2 separate regions of the Mustela erminea genome follow, and region 1 is linked to region 2. The links are chromatin contacts, called in public Hi-C maps. All regions are on one chromosome and are shown on one strand. The core of a region is the stretch at or near the end of the contact, and the rest is flanking DNA. Distances in the headings are between cores, read along the strand shown. Region 1 holds the start of MAPK1 (mitogen-activated protein kinase 1). Region 2 holds the start of YPEL1 (protein yippee-like 1).

The links. Hi-C and Micro-C count contacts between places; a contact is called where the count stands out from the background.
Region 1: a Hi-C map of spleen shows a contact between it and region 2, with 5 times the contacts expected there. The contact joins the promoter of MAPK1 here to the promoter of YPEL1 in region 2. A contact is called at or near these places in 2 of 3 Hi-C or Micro-C datasets (skeletal muscle and spleen).

What each region holds. Positions count from the first base shown.
Region 1 is chr13:64,088,599-64,091,648 of mMusErm1.Pri, reverse strand. MAPK1 (mitogen-activated protein kinase 1) reads left to right here and starts at 1,501. Exons shown (of 9, transcript XM_032310395.1): 1 at 1,501-1,866. The coding sequence starts at 1,748.
Region 2 is chr13:63,959,133-63,962,113 of mMusErm1.Pri, reverse strand. It overlaps YPEL1 (protein yippee-like 1), which reads left to right and starts at 1,354. Exons shown (of 5, transcript XM_032310397.1): 1 at 1,354-1,563. LOC116571902 (a long non-coding RNA gene) reads right to left here. Exons shown (of 3, transcript XR_004278040.1): 3 at 2,330-2,340.

The DNA of each region.
Region 1 (3,050 bases), core at 252-2,751, 130 kb before region 2:
ATGCAATGTATCAAGATGCAATCCAAAGATGCAATGTACTCTTATAATCAAGAATAAAAATAAGATGTATCTAAAACTGGGTTGTGCTTAGTGGACTAAATATACTTCAAAGGAGTAATTTTTGGCTTTAGCACTTTATTTCTCATCTTACATGCCACGTACCTTTTTCATACCAGGTTTTTAAATAATTTGCCTATTCAACTTTGAGATTGACTAACTGAATTTTGCTGACCTCTAGAAGTCCAGAGTTGAGGGCTTTCAAGATCACAGTGTTGGACAACTGAGATGCAGGATCTTACATCCTTAGTTCCCCTCCAAAGATGGCCTGGGAAATGTTCCGAAGCAGTGGTTGTTTCATTTCTGTCTCATTGTCTTAGCCATTCTTGGTATTCACGGGCTTTAGGATTGATCTTTATTTTTCAACCTCTGGTGTTTGTGTGTACTTCAGGGCCCCAGTGTGTTTGTCTCATTTTCTCTAGATCTTAATATTTTAGTTTTGGTGTTTACACCTTTGCATTCTTGTTTTGGCATGTCCTAAGATTCTACCCATCTGTACCAATCTGGGTCTCAGGCTCTGAATCTCCCTTTCTCCACTACCGTCTTACCCCTTACTCTGCTTTATGTTTTTCACAATACTTATCACAACTTGAGCATATATATATATATATTTTTAAACCCCTCTTCCCTCCTTTCTTTCTTACTACCTATCTCCTCACTCTAGAATGTGGATGCCCAGGAACAACTTAGATGCTCAGCAAACACTGATTGAACAAACGTGTCTGATTAGTGGATCCTGAGTTTCTAGCTTTAGTTTCAAAACTTTTGTGTTTTACACTTTCTCAGTATGCAAATATCGTTCGCGGTCTCGGTCATGTCTTTCTGTTTCTGTCCTTGTCTTCAGGCCTCTAAGTTTGTGTGGGGGCCACCGAGTCGCGGAGGCCCGCCCCACGCCTGCGGCCGGCCTGTGGCTCCCCGGCGTCGTCCCCCACGCGCTATCCCACGTCAGTACCGGGCTCCCGGGTTTTCCCTGCCCCGACAGCCTCTCAGGCTCAGTGGTACACCTCTCGCTGGTGCCGATGCCTCGGGGGTCTTTTTTTTTTTTTTTAAGATTTTATTTATTTATTTGAGAGAGAGAGAGAGAGACAGAGAGAGATCACAAGTAGAGCAGCAGGCAGAGAGAGAAGGAGAAGTAGACTCCCGCCAAGCAGAGAGCCCGATGTGGGGCTCGATCTCAAGACCCCGGAATCATGACCCCAGCCGAAAGCAGAGGCTTAACCCACTGAGCCATCCAGGCGCCCCCCTAGGTGTTCTTCTGCGTCTAGAGAGCCTCCTCCCTCGCCAACTCCCCCACGAAGGCACGTGACCAAGCAGGGCGGTGACTCTACCGCCGCCGCAGTGCTCCGCCCCGACCTCGCCGCTTCCGCCGGCCCGTGCAGCCCCGCCCCCAGACGGTGGGGAGCCAATCCGCCTGCACGCTTATTGGCTCCTCCCCGGCGCCCTCCACGGCGCGCGCCCCTCCCTCCGCCCGCTGGCCCGTCCGTCAGTCAGTCAGGCAGGCAGTCGGTCCGAGTGGTGGTGTCCTCTCCTGCTTTTCTAAGCGGTTCCGCCCTTGCTCCTTCCCGGTCGGCATCGGCAGCTGCACTCGCAGCGGCGCGGTCCCTCCGGGAGGCGCGGCGTGGGCCGAGCGGCGGCTGCAGAGCGTCGAGCCCTTCGCGGCGGAGGCGGCGGCGGCGGCCCGGCAGCCAACATGGCGGCGGCGGCGGCGGCGGGCGCGGGCCCGGAGATGGTCCGCGGGCAGGTGTTCGATGTGGGGCCGCGCTACACCAACCTCTCGTACATCGGCGAGGGCGCCTACGGCATGGTGTGGTGAGTGTCCGCGCCCTCTCGCAGGCCGGGCCACGCCCGCCCACCCGACCGCCCCGGGACACAGCGGACGCAGCCGCGGCCTCGTCCGCGCCCCGGCCTCCGGGGCCGCCTCGACCCCAACCCTTGGTTTCACTGCGGTGGGTGCGCCGGGGGCCTCGGGCGGAGTCCGGGGGCCGGTCGAGGTTGGGGTGTTGCTCGCGGGCGTTTCGCCGACCGGCCTTCGCTTGCCGCAGGGAGGGGCATAGGGGGCGGAGGCCAGTACCCGCGTACCCCCAGATACAGGCGTAGCGCAGATTTTACAGCCAGGATCTCCGGGAAGAGAACGTTAGGGTTTCCCGTCCCCGCATCTCCGGTTTGCTAGCATCGTGGCTTTCTTCTTGACATCCGATTGTACAGCCGGGAATTCCTTCAGAAGCTTGTCGGTGGTGGTGTTGGCCACGGTCTTAAAAGCGCTTCGCCTCGGCATGTGTGCAGAACGCAGAAAATAATTACCTTCCTCCCCTCGCCTGTATTCCGCGAACGGCTTTCATTAAATATCTTTAGTAGTGCTAACGGTGTTTTCCTGCGCAGGCTTTCTATAAAAAGCGTTAGTAGCATCACTGTTGGTTGTGAACTGTTTTAATCTTGAAGTTTTAAAATGGATTTTAATACCCATTTCATTTGCGTTTCAGAAAGGATAAGCCCGCACGGCTCTCTTGATTTATTAGAGTCGATTGGAGTTGGGCCTAATTTCACTCTTTTTTTCTTTAGCCGGAGTGAGCTCTCTTACTAGCGTAAATGTATTCAGACGTTTTAGCCCAATAGTTGTGGACTTCCCCTGTTAATGTTTTAGTGGTCAGTAATTATGCAGCCTTAATAGAGTTCTTGCAGAATTACAGGCACTCTCCCTTATCTTGATCCATATGCCTCAGAAACGTTCGTGGTTCTGTTAATTAGAATTAACTATATTGTTTTGTGCTGATGAGGACTTAATGCAGTGTAAAGTCCCTTACACCTGTTTTTCTTGTGAGTGTGTCTTGCGTTTAGTGAAGGAGGCAAACTAATATTTATTGAACACTTGGTGGCAGGTACTGTACTGGATATATCATCTCATTTTATTCGAACAGCCACCTCGAAGGAGGAAAGGGCTTGATACCCCTCTTTCAGGGGAGAATGTATTTTCAGGTGAAGCAAATTCTTCAGGT
Region 2 (2,981 bases), core at 105-2,604:
AATATTCTGCAGCCACTAAAATCATTCATTAAAAACTGCAGTAAGAGTAAAATGCCCCTTCTCGAAGCAAGATACAAAATTACATAAACGTTGACTCACATAAAAATTGGGATTTTTTTCAATAGAGGACTGGCTAAGATACTTGCTGTAGCAAAAACAACAAAAGCATAATATTTAAGAAAATCTAAGGAATCTCTAAATTTTACAAGAGAAAGGAGCCCCCCTACACTCAGTTGCAAACTGAAGATCTGAAAGTTGGAAATAGAAGCTATGAAAGACTTAACAGTTAATGAAGAGTTGCTAACACTCCTCTGAAAACTGCATCTTAAAAACAATCATGAGTTCCCACTTTGCAGCCAGGTTTGTAAAAGAGGGGGAGCTGGAGACATTGCCAGGAGAATGGCTGAGTTCTGACAAATGGATAGTATCCAGAGACCTTCTAAGTACGGTAATAAATCAGATGCACATCCAAAGACGCTGAGAGATCTTTACAGATACACTGCATTGCAAAAAAGAAACAAGATCTAAAGAAGGCTAACATTTATAAAAATGTTATATACATTGTGACCTCAACACTGTGGTTTTTAAAAAATTATGTAACTTAAGAAACAACCTATAAGCTGTAGGGCCAAAAAAAAAAATGACTTGAGAGTCATAGAGGGATGGGGTGTGGACATGAAGATGGGATGGGCTGCCTGGGGGGGCCAGGAGGGCCACGTGGAGGATGGAGCTTCCTGTCGAATCCGATCTGGAGCAGAGAGCCAGATGCAGAGGTTCTCAGGCAGAGTGACTTGGAGCGTTCGGGGAGGATGGAGTGGGCGAGCGCGGAGGACCCCGTATTCTGGGAACCGAGTCTGCGAGTGGTCGGGCCAGGGAAGCCCAAGTCCTGCGCACGGCCGACCCATGAGCCCCGCTTCGGCCCCGGAAGCTGCGGCCCTGACGCCCATGAGCCGACCCAGGCGTGCGGAGAGATCGAGTGGCCCGCGGGCTCCCCACCGCGGGAGAAGCCTGCTGGCGAAGACCGTGGGCTGAACACCCAAGTTCAGAACAGACCGCGCTTGCGCACTGCGATCCTCTTTGAGCCCGCCCCAGGGCCCGCCCCTCCGCGCAGGGCCCCGCCCCCAGGCCCTTCAACCCTCATAGGCTGGCTCCGAGGCCGCGCTCGGCAGGCCGGCCAATGGGAGCGCGGCGCGCCCCGCGGCACGTGCGCCCCCGCCCAGCCCGGTCGAGTGCGAGCGGGTCCAGCTCCGGGGCGCGGAGCGCGCGGGGAGGGAACGCGCGGGAGGGGCGGGGCACGGGGCGGAGCGCGGGCGGGGGGGGCGCGCTGATTGGCCGACGCCGCGTTCCGAGGCCGTTAACGGCGGCGCGGCGGGGCCGCGGCTCCAAAACAAAGGGCAGGCGGCCCGCGGGGCGGCGGCGGGAGGATGCCTCGCGCCCTGCGGAGGCGCCAACGGCCGCAGCGCGTCCCGGGCCGCGCCGGCGCCGCCTGAGAGCCGAGCCCGCGCTGACCGGGGCCCGGGCCGGATGGGCGCTGCGGGCCGGGGCGCGGACCGCCGAGCGGCCGTGAGTACGGGCGGGCCTGGACACTGTTGCGCGGGCGGCTACTTTGTGGCGACCCGAGGCTCCTGCGACAGCGGGCGGGGCTCGGAGGCACCTGTTGGGCGTCCGGGCCGGCGGGCGGGGCGCGAGCGGGCCGCACCTGTGGATGTTTTTGTTCTGATTGGATTTTTTTGTTATTTGGCTCACTCCGTGTTGGAGCTGACCACAAAGCCTGAGCTTTGATTTTGCCCTCCTTTCTTCCTTCCCTTCCCTGCCTCCTTCCCACTTCAGCCACGAAAAAAATTTACAGAGAGAATGAACTGGATGCCTGCTGGTAATGGGCTTTTCCCTCTTTAACAGCAACAACAAAAAATGTTGCGACCCGGAGTGAAATGAGGACAAAAGAGGGTTCATAGGAATGTTTATTAGAAGAGGGGGATGTTTTCGAGTTACCCACATAAAGATCGTGACTAAAATGAATTGTTCTCTGTATCAGTTCCCTGCTTGTAGCACTAGGATTTTTTTTTTTTTTTTTTTTTTTTAAAGCACAGCTTGCAGGAGCCATAGCTTGAGAAACCTGCTCAGTAGGGTCCCCCTCCCCCAGGCCTGCCTCTGGTTGACATCTTTGATGTCCAGATAATGTGCTGAGTTCCAGGATGGGGAAAAAAAAAAGGCTATAATTTCATTTTGCAAAGATAATGGCTTTGGAAGACCTCAGTTTCCCCACCCCCAAGCTTTTTTGTTCAGTTGCATTTCTTCTTCCTCTTTCTGGCCAGAACACACACTTTAACCTGTTGTTTCCTTTGCCAAGAATGTTATTCTTTCCACCCACCTCCCTCCTAAACTAAGCAAGCCTCAAGAGGAGGCTTACCTCCTCTAGGGAACTCTTCCAGGTGCCTCACCTGAGCAAGCCTGGCTCTCTCCCACACCTGTGCACGCTCCAGCCTCTGCTCTGTTCTAGTAGAAGAGTCCCTGCTCGGTGCCAGGAGCTGTGCTGGATGCTGGGGTGGTTGAGTTTTGTAATTGTGCGCTGATTCCCTCTTACCCCTGGCCCCGGGTTCTTGGGTGACAGTCGTGGTACACTTGAGGAATGCTAATACTGAAGCTCTCCTGGACCCTTCTGCTTCCTTCCCTTGCATCTCACAGGGTTAGAGTGTCTCCTTGCAGGAACCTCTCAGCGGTAGGACCAGAGCGAAATCCTGCCCCACCACAGACCTGTAGTGCGGAGTCTGGCTTCTTTTGGGCACTTAAGAAAAAAAATAGCTGAATAATCTTTTTTTTTTTTTTTTTTTTTTAAAGATTTTATTTATTTATTTGCCAGAGACAGAGGGAGAGAGAGCGAGCGAGCACAGGCAGACATAGAGGCAGGCAGAGGCAGAGGGAGAAGCAGGCTCCCCGCCGAGCAAGGAGCCCGATGTGGGACTCGATCCCAGGACACTGGG